Linked DNA regions of Zea mays: region 2 is linked to region 1. Evidence: chromatin contacts called from public Hi-C data. All regions are on one chromosome and are shown on one strand. Each heading gives the region's core, a stretch centred on a gene start, on an enhancer-like site or on the middle of the called end of the contact. The rest is flanking DNA. Distances are from core to core; before and after follow the strand shown. Region 1 holds the start of LOC103650470 (pyrophosphate-energized membrane proton pump 3). Region 2 has its middle 44 kb from the start of LOC103650473.

Region 1 (7,546 bases), core at 3,241-5,740:
TTAGGAGCGTCCCGCCATGGTCTTTAAGGAGGACCCAAATCAGCGTCGATGGTAGGTCTGCGTCGATCTGGGGCGAGGTTTGGGGCCATGGTCGGGGATGACAGGGTTGTGGGCTGCCAGATTATAGTCGATCTGGGGCGATGTCTGGGCGATGGCAGGATTTGGGGGCCGCGTGCTGTCAGCGATGTCGGCGCTATCGGGATTTGGGGCGAGGTTGGCGCTATCGGTGCTGTTGGGATTTGGGGTGATGTTGGCGCTATCGATCTGGGGCGAGGTCAGCGTTGTCGACGCTCGACCATGGTGGGATTTGGGGGTCGCGCACTTTCGGAAGCCCTGGACCATGGCAGGATTTGGGGGGGGGGGCGCGGTCATGTTCGCTGTAGGGAAAGACGCGTGTTGTGGGAGAGGCAGATGGTCGAGGGCGAGGAGCCATAGTGGGAACTGCGCGCCGCGGGTGGTGGGGAAGGGCGCGTTGTGGGCGAGGAGCCGTAGCGGGAACTGTGCGCCGTGGGCGGTGGGGAAGGGCGGAGGCGTGGTGAAGATGGGTGCACGCCCACAGTCCGTACATATGGATTAGTAGAGATAACAAAAATGAATTTACTAAAAAAATTAGTATGTAGCAAGGACATATACAGAAAATACCTTGCAACGAACAGCAGTGTTTATGGCATCTGAAGGCCGAAGATCGAAGGTGGTGTTGTCTGTAGGATCATTGACCTGCAGTGTAGGAGGTTTCTACTTTAGAATATTATTAAGGTTAATGGTGCACCCACTAAAAATGCATTAATTTGCTCTTACTTATTAGACAGGTAGATTTGTACCTTTGTTAAATAAAGATCAGCACAGTATGCTTCTTGAATTCTTTTGTTTACCCTAACAAGTTTTACCTGAACCCAAAACCACCATCATGATAGAAGGGGCAATAATATGAATTAACTTCTCCTTGACCAAGTAAGCATATCTGCTACAAATGCTTACAAGTAAAAAGATTACCTCATAACCCATTTTATCAATCATTTCCTTGACAGCTTGATATATGGTCGCTCGTGCCTATAACAGAAAGGTGTTATATAGACTACATCAAGCAGAACAGATAGTATGAAATAATAGAATTGATGACAATAGAAGGAATTACAATGTGGACATTACGAATAACTGGCATCAGAAGAACGCTTGGCATCTCCACTGAGAAAATTGAGAGGGTAGACATGCATTAATGTCAATAAAAAATTCCTACTTCTGAATTCACTGAATCAAACTAAAAGATTACGTACAAACAATGATTAGGAGTAAAGTTCTGCTTCCATCTTCAATCCTCAAAACAATAGCAGGTTGTGGTGCACTCTCTGGAATATTTCTCCCTTGAAAATTACTATGGACACAACACAAGTTCTTTCCATCTCGCATCTTTATCACATATCCTTCTGACCCACTTCTCACCTCAACTGGAAAAGAACACAAAACCATATTTTACCTTAGGAACAGGTACTGGGGACACACCAAAGTACTACCAGTAGCTATTTTGTAAATTGACTATTCAATATTCAAATTGCTTTCCATTCCATCAACATAATTTAATTTGTGTCGAGTTCAAACATGACTTCGATTCAAATTGTCAACTTGCAACTTGCATATAGTAATGTATGGTACCAATGATGATATAATATGCACAATAGTTTGCAACAGAGGCACAATATCAGTACAATTACAAGATAAATTACAAGTTGCAATGGAATGCATTCAAATTTTTCATTCACACAGTAAGATGCTTGAGACAAATGAGTGGAACATGGAATGTCAAGCAACTAATCACATAGGAAAATTAAGTCTAGAGTAGCAAATAAATAAAGCCTAAGTAAAACTTGAATGTTGTGTGGCATTCTCCATATAAAAGCAGACCATCTTGTGTGAAGAATTACCTGCTTCTAGCACAGTAGAATTAACATAGTCTTCATCACTCTCGCTAGAGTTTCCAGCCATGTATCCATTACCATCAGAAGACGAGCTGAAGCTACAACATGGACCTATGTTCTTCGTAGATGTTTGAGAGATGAGAGAAATGAATCTTGAAATGTTTCTGTATTTTGAAATGGCACCAAACAATGCAGTCCCAAGCTGCCCAGATTTGGTCAGGGAGTTGTTGATCAGCGCAGCAGCAGGCAGTTTCACTTGCATTGCAGGACGGCAGAAAACAGGTACCTCCATCGCCATCAATCTGCCTCCATGAAAAAATGGAACAAATAAATAAATATCCGTGTCCAGATAATGTTGTGCAGGAATAACCAAGTGACCTCAAGAAGCAGAAAAGTCAGAAAATGATTCTTGGCCTGCGCCTATGCTACAACAGATACCGGGGGCGACGGATCTGGGCTTGGCGGAGGCGACGGCGCCAACGGCGTGTAGAGCGGAGGACGCAACAGCCGCCATTGGTCTTGTCGAGGAGCGGAGATGGGCTGGGCAGCACACAACCGCGGGGGGAGGTGGGATGGACATAAGTGACGGCGAGGTGTGTGCAGCACACAACCGCAGGGGGAGGTGGGATGGACAGAAGTGATGGCGAGGTGTGTGCAGCACGGGTGGGAGGCGAAATCGCTGGAGGGGAAGGGACAGGAGAGCAGATGCGGGGTGTGTGCGACGCGGGGGGTGGCGGGATGACCGGAGGGGATGGGTGAGGGAGGGGCGGGAATGATGCGGCGCCCGTGGCGGCGGACGAGAGCGGGGGCAGAGGCACCGCGAGCGAAGGTGTGGTTCGGCGGCGGCACAGTGAAGGCTGTGGATCCCCCTGGCCGCGGGCAACGCAGGGATGGGGACGGGGCAGACATCGACGCATGGGGTGGTTGCGCGGGCCGATGATTGCGGGCAGTGATGGATAGTGTGATGATGGTGGGGCGATGATGGAGGGTTCTTGGAATTGCGCGGCCGAGAGCGGGGCAAGGGGAGAATGTCGGAGGCAGGGGCAGGCAGAACCGTGCGCCAGACAATGTGGACGCCTACGGTATCTTCTTAAGAGTAGTAGAGATATGGCCTTTCCGTACCGGCCATTTCGTGCCTGCCTTAAATAAGTCGTAAGTCGTGCCCGCCCATAGCCCGTGATATCGGCCCACTTACAGTTTGATGCATCGAGCCGGTCTAACCGATCTAAAATATTTCAGATCGTGCCATGTCTGAGCTATGTTTTTTTGCGTTTTGAATCAACTCATCAGACTCGGTCTAAATGTATACCTATAGAATGGAGCCATTTCCCTTTTTCATGTTTTTGGTTGAAAGGATAAGAACAAGATCCATCCTCTTTAAGGAATATCCACGAAATACTCGTAAATACTCGTAAGAATGGAGTTTTCCTCCACAAGAAAAAGACATATATTAGAATTTAGAAGATGTTTAGTTTTTATGTAATAATTTATAGTTCCTATATTTTATTTTATTTTATTTTAATTCGTAATGTGGGTCGGAGAGACTCCACACTATAGTCCACCTCTTTTCCATCTTCATCGTGGTCATCCTCCCATTAATATCTCCAACAAACTTATCTCACTCTCTCCCACTTTCTACTTCAAACTAGTGGTGGATTCAGACCCGGGGCTGCCCGGGCTGCAGCCCATGTCACGACCCCATCTCTGCACTACGTTAGAATGCAGCAACATCGTGCGCTAGCCCTGTCCGTGCTGCAAGAGCAGCTCATGCCATCAACCTAGCATGCAGTAGCTAGCAGCCTAAAAGCAGTGCACTAGCAACTAGCAAGCTAGAACCATTGTTCAGCATCCAGCCTGTACAGCGCACTACCTACCAGGCGCAGACAAGAACTATTGGACAGTGAACCACCAGGCACAAGAGTAGCACCAGCATATTTGCATGCCTGCAACAGCCTAGAACTCTAGGTTAGTTGTTTATCGTAATTTTAATTAATTTTGTTTCATCAATTATTTACTAGGTTAGTTAATAAAATTAATGTTTATGTTTATAGAGATAGGATGGATAAGTTTTTCATAAAAAAGATGGTTTAACATAATACTTAGAATAAAAATTTTAAACTTGTCTTAGTAGTCCCTCCTTTAGGCTTTCTGGATCCGCCACTGCTTCAAACTCCACTCTTTAAAAAATGTAATCTATAGCAACAACTAATATGCAATCAGACCTTATATGCAAGTGCAAACGAGCCTTTTAGTCCGTTAGATCATGATCTAACTGTAGACATGATCGTGGTTTGTTAGGGGTTTTTTATAAATCTATACGAGCTGACGGTGGAATGATTTAATTGTTAAATATGATATATTGTTGCATAATCTAATGAACCAGGAACCTCGCTTGCACGCTTGCACATAAAACCTGATTGTATATTAGTTGTTGCCGTAATCTATGGTATATAAAACGAAATAATTGAAATTCTATCACTTGAAACGTTGTCTGCTTGTTAATATTACTCTTGTGTCTATGAATTGTGGGGCCATCCGTGTCTATAAAATGTCGAACTGATGACAATTTTATGAATATGTTTTGTGGTGACGGCAAATACCAAATTCTCTCAAAACAAAATATTTGGAATACGATCGTCGGTCCGCTGGAGATGCCTGCTGCCTCCGTTTCTGTTTGTGTGCGTGTCTCGGAGAAGCTCTCCCTCGCCTCGCAGATCCGCGGCCTGCTTTGTTGCTGCTTTGCCAGCAAGCTGCCGCGCTCATCCTCGCGCGACGCCAGCGGCGGGGTGGCCCCTCTCCAGTGACCCGGCGACTGCTCCCGTCGGTGCCGCCGCCGCCTCCTCCTCCGAGATCCATTCCCGTGCCCGCGGCAAGGACCAGATCCATCACCGCGCCACGAGCTACAGCAGGCGACATCCGCCCCGGGGTCGCACGCCGCCTGCTAGCCGCGGACGTCCCGGGAGCCCCGTTCGCAGACGCCTGCACGCGCGCGGCGCGCAACGAGCTCCGCCACCTGCCGTCGTGAAGCAGCGGTGAGAACCCACCCTGCTCCCTCTCCCGTAGCCATGTCAGGCATGTCCCGCTCTACAGTCTAGACATTGAACTACTGTCAGTTTTGCTCGGTCTGCTGTTGTTTCTATATCCATGTGGTTACGAACACAGGATGTTTTACCCCTTTATTTACTGGTTCTGAACTTAGAATTACTACGTGCCCGATAACTATTCCTCACCCGACACTAGTCCTAGTCCTGATCGCAGAAGTGAGCAGACAATATTTCTGCTAGATGTTTAACTTACTTGGTTCGCTCTGAACTTAGAACTGCTACCTGCCTGAAAATTATTCATCACCTGACACTAATCCTGATTGCAGAAATGAAGTTTGAACAATATTTTCTGCTAGATGTTTAACTGTGCAAACTTTCAGAGAAGAGATCTGTTATTTGTTAGATCTCGCCCAACTAAAGCCTTCCAGCTATAGGCTGCTGCTGCCACTATTACAATTACGTGCCTTATTGTTTAACATTTAACAAATACTGAAACATATCTCTGTATTGTCTATTTTTGCTAAATGCCACGTTCATGTATGAGTGTATCCATATCTGTGCTACATAGATTTCAGGTGTGTCCAATGAAGACTATACTTTTCAGTTGTCTTTATTATAGAAGGTGTCTTGGTACTCTGTTGCTGTACTTTATTTTATTTAACCGGAGTTTATGTTTTAGGCAACAATTGTACTTTGTGTTTGATTATTGTGATTCTATAGAAGATTCACTATACCTAGCTTCGTGCTAATATCATCTTGTAGACTTGACGGCAAAAGGACCCTTTGAATCAAAGAGAAGTTCGTCACTGAGGCTGAAGAAAATCTGGATGTGTTTACCTTTCAGGGCTTACTAATTTTGAGAGGTGTCTGACATAGACTAAAAAAAAATCAGCGCCAGGGCTCAGGGAGCGACCTACCCCAAGGTGGGGAGTTGGTTCCTTTTCCAGTAATAATGAGGGCAAATTCATATCCCATCATGATGGAAGAGGACATGGAAAATGGAAGGTCGTATCAAGAAAGACCAAGGGCTTTTTCAACAGTACGAAGCAAATCATCTGTACCGCTGGTATGGACTATTGCTAAGCTTTCTCCACCTTTAAAAATACATAACTGACTTTTGTGGCTACATTGAAAAGGACAAACTTAGCATCCATTCATATGTCATGTGCTCACTTTGTGTGTGTATTTCGTTCTCGTTAGCTTGGGATTAAAAGGCTATGTTGATGTTGATGCTAGTAAATGCAAGTACATGGTATTTGTCCTGAAACAAAGCATTGTGGAATGTCCCTGTTTTTGTTGCTATATTCACACTATTTTATTTTGGATGGGAAAGAAATATTCACACTGTTTATTTATTTATTTATTTATTTATTTATTTTTCTTTCATTAGTTTTAATGTATATGGCTATTGACAATTATCGTGAAAGGACCTCTAGCTGAGTTGGTTAGGTGGTCTGAGTAGCACTTATAAGTCCTAGGTTCGACTCCTCGTGGGAGCGAATTTCAGGCTATGGAGTAGCACTTATTAGGTCCTGGGTTCGAGTCCTCGTGGTAGCGAATTTCAGGCTGTGGTTATGAAAATCCCTTCGTCTATTCTACTCCAAAGCACAGGTCTAAGGCCCGGTCTAGGTCGTTTCACATGGGCTACGGTGCCGCCGTGTATGGGTGGGGCAGGGATTCGGGGGGTTTCTCGACCTACGTGAGAAGGTCTTCTTATTTTAATGCTCGGGGACTGTCTTACCCTTGCATGTCGAGTTTTTTTTATTGACAGTTATCAAAGTGTACACCAAAGAACAATTTAGCACACTATGGACACTACATCATTTCTTTCCATCTTTCTTTGTTTTAACTATATATTTATACTTTGAAATTTATACATAAAGTAGCCAAATAAAATATATCCCTTTTTTCTCATCAATAATGACAACAAAGCCTTTCTGACTTTGGTCCTATCTATTAAAGAAATCCTGTTAGTCGCAAGTCAGGGTAGGTTAAAAGATATCCTCTTTTTCTCATATTCCAAAAATGGTCATTCAGGTAAAAGAGCTGGCCACTGTAACACTCTTATATTCTTTATAATGGGATTTCAAATGAGTTGAATTGAAGTACTTTAGGCAACACTGGTTGACAGCCGCTTTTTTTTTCCTATCGAAATATGCACTGATTCATTATATTATGTTTCAAACTTGTATGATTTATGGATATTTCATGTCATAAATTTTGATAAATAAAAAAAATCTTGAAGTGTGCATTTCTGCTGATTGATCATCTCGACACACTGTTTTTAACATGTCACGAGCAACTGTCAAATATTTTACGTTTGTCTCTTATTTTGTCTATTTTGGTTGCTATACAGGCCTTCCGTTTGTTGATGAGGGTAAATCCCCGTGCCGTGATTATTCTTTCTCTTTTGGTCTTCAGTGGTGTTTTGTATGTGGGAGCTAGTACATCACCAATTCTGGTCTTTGTGTTCTGTATATGTACTCTCAGTCTATTCTTCTCTGTCTACCTTACAAAGTGGGTTCTTGCTAAGGACGAAGGACCTCCAGAAATGTCCGAGGTATAAAAACTGCCTCAATTCAGCTCACT
Region 2 (7,546 bases), core at 2,367-4,866, 250 kb before region 1:
TCAATTCAATTTTTCCTGTTTCCAGCACTTAGACACAACACATTAGTCCATTAAATAATGTACTAAGTCTAGAAACATACCTTTTGTCATGATTTGCACTTTGTCCACCACATTGCATAGATCAACACAAAAACACTTGCGTTGGCACTCAATCACCAAAATACTTAGAAATGGCCCAAGGGCACATTTCCCTTTCACACCATTGCCCTACCCTTCGTCCTATCATTTACCGAGTGTTTTTTGTTTGACACTCCGTAAAGAGCTTCTTTGCCAAGTGCCCAAAAACACTCGGTAAATTATTTGGCACTCGGTAAATAGCTGGATTCCGGTAATGGTGATCGCTGGACTCTATTTTCATCGGTCCAACGATCATACATGATGGATAGCTTTCCACGAAAACCCTTCATATATACCAAGTGTTACCTTATCATTGTGACACTCATATAGCGATAATATATATCCTTTGTCTGCTTAATCAGGAATGTCCTTAGGGGTGAAAACGGGTCGGGTATACCCATCAGGTACCGGATACGGATAGTGCAAATACCCACTTTTTTGGATACGGATTCAGGTAGTTTTATATTCAGGGCGGATACGGGTAATACCCGGATACTGTAGCTTCGGATTAGGGTCGGATACGGAGCGAGGACTACCCGGTAAATACCTGGATATTCGGGTCGGATACGGGTACCGAATACGGATTCAGGTAGTTTTATATTCGGGACGGATACAGGTAATACCCGGATACTGTAGCTTCGGATTAGGGTCGGATACGAAGCAAGGACTACCCGGTAAATACCCGGATATTCGGGTCGGATACGGGTACCGGAATTCGGGTAACAGTTTTCCCTTTTTTGCATAATATAGTTAAAAAATCATAACTTTTACATATGAAATCGAATGAAGATAAAGTTTATATGAAAATTGTAGAGCTTGAAGAGATCTATAACTTTGTAGTACATCAATTTTTTGTTTAAACATATCTTTAGGCTAAAATCATTGAAATAATATCCAAATTTATATCAAATTAATAGACTTTATCATTTTTATGTGGGGGTTTAAGGTTATCTCCATGTGGGAACTTAAGGTTATCTTTTTATAGGCTATTTATTAGTATTGGTAACTTTTTTGTAATTTTCGGTCGATGCTACAATATTTTAAGGATTTAATTGTATTTTGATGATTTGCTATCACAAGAAATTAATAATACATGCATAGCCTCAAAAATCGTGAAATTTTATGGATGCACAACATATGTCCATATATAACCATAAAAATGTTTGGATTATAAGATCTATAAGATGTCCACGTTTCTTCCATTTCACTTTCACTTATTTGTATGAGTTACATGTGAAATCACTTTAAGTATCCAAGTTTCAACAATAATCAGTACTTTACTTTATCATTTTCATATGAGGACTTGAGTTATCTTCGTATAAAATGTTTATTAGTTTTTATAAATTATTTGCAATTTTTGAGTGAAACTAGAATAGTTTATGAATTTTAAATATTGTGGTGTTGGTTTTTACAATGTCCTTGTGATTAGTAACTTTGAACTGCATGATGCCGATTTTATTTGTTTCCTTTCTTACATTTGATCTATCATATACATGATTATGTAATGCTTAATTTATGTGTTTGTTGGATGGTTGAACAATTAATATCATTGGACAAATTACCCGACAATTATCCGGTGCCTACCTGAGTAGTATCCGTTATCCTTTTCATACCCGTCCGGATTATTACCCGATCCCGTCATGTATCCGTCCCGAATCTTAACTACCCGTATCCGGTCCCGTATCCGAGAGAAATATATTAGGGTACCTGTATCCGGCTGTATCCGTCCTATTTTCATCCCTAAATGTCCTTTAATTTAGCGGCTAAAATAAAATTGTTCACGTCGTCCTGTATGTAAGAGACTTCACGTATTTGTTTTGTGTACATCCATGACCTGTCGATTTATGGTCTTTCAAGAGAAAATGTATAATTATGTCAAGATATTGTCCATATATAGCTGGTGAAGGAATTGTGTGAGGCCTAGGCCTAGTCGCCTACCTAGACCTAGAGCTAAAAAAAGAAAAAAAAAACTCGTACAGTCATTTAAAAAGTTTGATATTGACAAGTAACTAGACAAAACTAACTATAGTTAATGTCAGCCAAGTTTAACATTGACAAAGTATACGGCGGCATCACCCATACACAGTCCCGCTCGGAGTCTCTCCATCATTGCTGTGCTGCCAACGCCTGATGCGCAATCACGACGGTGCTTAATTAGCGCACAGAGATATCAGCTCCTGGTTGGCAATTGGATATGTTCCCGACGATTATCCATCATAGTTTAAACTAATTACTTGTACTTAATTATCTTGCAAATCATCGCATCAGATAGATCTGCTTTGGACATATGCGTGCGTTCATTCTTCCTGTGTGTGTGTATTTTATAGTACTGAACAAGCTCTGGAACAGGCACAGCTCGTCAGCTAGCTAGCTGCTCTGCATGCTAACCAACATTCAACAACAACAACAAAAATATATAAGGAAATATATTAACATTTATGGTGCATAATTCATATCATTAGACAAACAGTTAAAATTATCTTTATAAAAAACTTATTTAAGGATATAAATATTGTTAATATTTTTAATGTAAATATAGTTGAAGTTAAGAAAATTTAACCAGCAGGCATCTTACATTGGTACCGATTTTAGGTCCGGAGACCAGACCTATTTTAGGACTGGGGTAGTAGTCGCTAGCAAACGTCATCGTCGTTGCCGTCACCATAACATCACCCATACAAGCAATGATTAAAAAGAAAGGAAATTCATCGACAGCCCTAGATGTAATCCAATGTCTCTCGTCCACGGCGATCTGTCAAGCGGGCCAGGACAAACTAACCCTGATATAGTCGCATCGGGCATTGGAAGTGGATACCATATTTATACGATCAAATAATGTACATATGGTGTTGTAGCATGTAGATGGATCGAATATTGTTGTCCGTGTTCGTTTTCATCCTCTTCAGCTCTAATTAACTGTTCTCGGAAGGGGCAGAATGTAGAATGCGATGTGCTGATGTCGATGTGTTAGCATATATGTTACAGTTTGACAATGTCACTCGTCAATGACGGATCAAGTAATAGATTCAAAGGAGGAGCGACTGTAAACCTAAATTTTTTAGCTTAAATAAATGATATAATCGATATTTAATATGATAAAGTAACAATACATAATTTAGATATTTTTAAAAAACATATATATATATATATATACCAAATAATTATGTATAAAATCTGTAAATTCAGTACTCAATACATACGGCTCGTGTTATTGCGGTTACGAGGAAAATTTATCTTTTGTGTTCTTATTTCTTAAAAAATCTTTTTGTCTACACTATCTGTAACTATATCCCGCTTAATAACATGATATTATTCATTCATTTGTCATCAACTTTGCTTCTTCTTTCGGTGTAAAATCTTGATGACCTTTATAGCAGAGAAAGCAAATAGCGGATGGCAGCGGTAGCCCATAGATAGCCAACTGGGGCGTGGTGGTCTGGAGATAGATGATTGATACTTTTCAGTGGGCAACCTAGCTGACTAGCTACGGTCGCTTGCTGGCCTGGAGCCTAGGCACACGGGCATGGGCACGGGCGCCTACTGTGGCCACAACATAGAGGAGATGGAGAGCAGTCGTTAGATAGACAACGACGACTAACGGGGAGCGCGAGTGCCAGCCATCAGACAACTAGTGTTATAACACAGATAGGGACGAAGTGGATGTCGTAGTAGGCGTGTGTCAGATACGGATGTGGCTCATACGCTGCTTCTATAATTTTTAGTCCATGCAAGAGCTGCAGCCCCCTTTACATAGTAGCTCGATAAACTACTTGGCGTGCTAGCATGCGTCATGTGTTGTCTTCCATTTCTATATATTAAACCCTAGCGCAAAGGTCATTCCTGGTTCAGCCACCCACGACAGTCACAAAAATGTCAGCCGTTAGATTTTTCTTCGATGGTGATCCGCACCTCTCAACCAGCGACTATCCTCGGTGTGAGTCTCTCCCGGTAGCTTCTAGATTCATCTCGAGTTCTCGACGAAACCCACTCCCCCGCCCTCAGGCACCTCGTTCCCCGCCACTGTGCCTCACTGGCCCCATTGCTTTGCTGTGATGCACACGGACCGACAAGAGCTTCCTCCTCGCCTCCCCGTTGCCGCCTCAAACGCTGCCTCGCTGGCCCGGGTGACGGTGCTTCCGCTACGATGCATGTCGGCCGACAGCTGCCACTCGAATGCGTGCGCCAGTGACACGAGGACCAGTGGCACCGCCTCCACCATGGGCACAGCCTATGGCCAGAGCCGAACGGGACGAACTCAGCTGCTTCCTGTGACACAACTGCTACACTACATGCCTAGCAGCATAGGAATGAGTACGTGATGTATAAGAAATACAGTCGAACCATGGAGGAGTAGAGTTGGCGCTTGCGGTTCAGAACCCGGTCGTCCATCTAGATATGACGCTTGAAGTCGACGCATGTTTTTTTCCAAAGAAAGGAGAACAAAAAAGGCAAGGAAGAAAGAATCCAAAGTCGTCAAAATTGCCACATGGTTAATTGACATGCCGCATATAACAAGGTTATGTAATGTTGCGGTTGCGGCTAATGACTTGGTCATGGCAAAAAATTAGTGGGGTCCTTTCTTCCGTCTTCGGCAGCCCCTATCATATTCTCTGGACCTCTATTTTATATTTCTCCTATACACATTTTAAAAAAAATCTCTCCTCTATATATTATTTCTCTCCAACAGCATATTCTAAAAGTGCTCATATTAAATATATTTTATCTCTAACTTTTTTTACATATATATATTTATCATACAATTAAATATCTTATATATAATAGCTTTCCTTAATCTATTAATTAAAATATAATATAAAAAGATAGAGGAGAAAATGGAGTCATTACAAATTTCTTATAATAAAGCTAGGAGCAAAATTGAGCCTGTAACACGTCCAAGTCGTTTTTATCATCAGCCATTGGCCACCAAGCGCCACAAGGCCACCACCTCTTGCTCAGTGCGTCGTAAGCCTCAGCCGATTAAAACCCGTTCGACGGCTGAGACACGCGCAACGCGCGCCGCAGCTACTAGTACAGATTGCATTTCCATGGTCACTATATATATAGACCATGGAGTTGATCAGTAATGTATGTCAGTATATATAGACCATGAATTGTTAACCACGAGCACTTTAGGTTATTAATTGCGATTCATTAATGTTTTCTCAGTAGTCCATTTTCTAAAGAATGCAATTCTCGTTTTTAAAAAAAATCAAAGCCTAAACTTTGACTAAATTTATATAAAAAGTATAACATTCATAATATAATATTAGTACTATTAGATCAGTTATAGAATATATTTTTATAATACAAATTTATTTGGAGACATAAATACTAATACTCTCTTCGTTCTAATTTATAATTTGTTTGACTTTTTATCTTGCTCACTAATCTTATTGAAAAATCATAGTTATTATTAATTTTTATTGTGATATCATTTAGCATATATATAATATACTTTAAGTATGTCTTCAATTTTTTTATTTTTTTGCAAAACATTTGAATAAAACGAGCTGATCAAACTTACCAAAAAAGTCAAACGATTTATAAATTGGGACAGAGGAGTACTATTTACTATATCAAAGACCTTGAGTGTTTTTCGAATTTTGGACGAAGGATGTGTACACCATTTCACCATTTGTTCTAAAAAAATTCATTCCCCGGACAGAATTTCTTTTCGGTAGCATCCCCGTTCTTCTGGCTCCTGCACGATGCCTCCACCAAGCTGGCCATATGAGGTCATTCCAATGGAGGGCCGTATTTTCAAATTATAAACCTTCAAGCGACCTAAACTTATGCCAAACTAACATGTCGCCAAACTGATGATGACACTAGTACACAGAAGCTCTATAGTGGCGGTTCTAAACATATTTACACTGTCGTTTTTCAGTACCGCCAGTGCTAGGGGTCAGTGGAAATCAGCATTTCCACTGGCGGTTATTTTGGAACCGCCAGTGAAAAGTGCATTTTCACTGGCGGTTTTCTTAAGGAACCGCCAGTGAAAAGTTCATTTCCACTGGCGGCTGAATAAAGAAAACCGCCAGTGAAAATGCATTTCCACTGGCGGTTTTATAAAGCAAACCGCCAGTGGAAATGCACTTTTCACTGGCGGTTTTCTTTATTCAGCCGCCAGTGGAACTTTCCCGCCTTTTTTCAAAATTTCAAACAATACTGAATTATATATATATATATTTATTTACACACACACAAACATATATATATATATAGATCTATATTGATATTGAAAGCAACATGAAATTAAATTCTATACATCATAAGTTTTCATGCATTCTACGAAATGAAAGTATTCTGTTTACAACCATATATCCTTCATGCATTCTATACATCATAAGTTTTCACCTAAGCTCTAATAACTATCTCGGCTAAGAGATAATCTACTAATTTCTGTTAGTATTCTAAACTCTGGCAAAGCTAATGTTCCGGAAGCATCGTGATATTTTCCTTCTGCGGGAATGACCTCTTTCAATATGAATGTGCAGAGGTCCTCGACTATGCCATACAATGCAGCTTCGGTCAAGTTCTCCGGGTTTCCTCGTTGAAATTGCTGTAAAGGAATTTTATAAACATCATCTATTTATACTCAATAATAACACATTTGCATCTTTAATGACATAAATACATACTTAACTATTACTAATAATACCTTGTCAGGGTTCGTGATGTATCGTCCGTTCACTCTCATGAACTCGCACGCATAGAATCCACATAGGACCGATCCTTGTGGTTGCTTGTGGCACTACATAACGGGAGATTGGTTATTTAGTTGCAACATTGTGTATGATATGTATTCATAAAATCACATACTTACCGGCCAGTGATGATGGATGTCTAGTGGCACTTGTTTTTTCGACAGGTCGTACTTTCCACCTCTCATCTTATAGAATCTATAAGCATTGTGATCTCAAATAGAATCACCATGTTATTCTCAAATTTTAATCGATAAAAGTATGCATGCATAGAAAAGGCTTACAGCTCTAAGATGCTGAGGAATGTTGCATATGTCGAAGGGTCGAAGTTCAAGGAGTCGAGCACCAGCACCTTTCCAACCTTAGGATAAATGAGGAAGCATATCCAGTGGTCCCTGTACGAATCAAATTTGTGATGCATGTGTATTGAAATTATTAATTTTATTTATGCAAAATCACACTTACTTAAAGTTGTACGGGGCCATTATGGCTTCCCTGTCTTGAAATTGAAGCATTGCATGTCCTATGTATGTGGCGTATCGAGCTTCAAAATCCTTCTTCATTTCCTTTATACGCTTCTCAACTTCTTCGTCCGTCTTTCCCCTTATTTCATCGTTGTCTTTCCCGATTCTAAAAGTGTGGCTTTCCTCGGATATAAGTATTGGGTTGAGATACCCAACCCTTTTACTGGCACTAGCATTGGGCTTGGTACCGTAAAGAATCTC

The links. Hi-C and Micro-C count contacts between places; a contact is called where the count stands out from the background.
Region 2: a contact with region 1 is called in a Hi-C map of ear, with 2.0 times the contacts expected there. The contact joins the enhancer-like site here to the promoter of LOC103650470 in region 1. A contact is called at or near these places in 3 of 25 Hi-C or Micro-C datasets (ear, leaf and tassel).

What each region holds. Positions count from the first base shown.
Region 1 is chr3:119,565,740-119,573,285 of Zm-B73-REFERENCE-NAM-5.0, reverse strand. LOC103650470 (pyrophosphate-energized membrane proton pump 3) reads left to right here and starts at 4,490. Exons shown (of 15, transcript XM_008676058.2): 1 at 4,490-4,945; 2 at 5,720-6,023; 3 at 7,314-7,517. The coding sequence starts at 5,910. LOC103652143 (bifunctional nuclease 2) reads right to left here and starts at 2,295. Exons shown (of 2, transcript XM_020550874.2): 1 at 1,920-2,295; 2 at 1,267-1,445. The coding sequence starts at 2,211. The coding sequence ends at 1,267.
Region 2 is chr3:119,812,676-119,820,221 of Zm-B73-REFERENCE-NAM-5.0, reverse strand. No RefSeq gene overlaps it. Among protein-coding and RNA genes, the nearest start is that of LOC103650473, 44 kb to the right of the region's middle. Within about 2 kb of position 3,616, at least 13 of the 20 cell types and tissues checked have an H3K27ac peak or open chromatin away from gene starts, as enhancers often do. A contact at or near this core is called in ear and leaf, where this site is marked.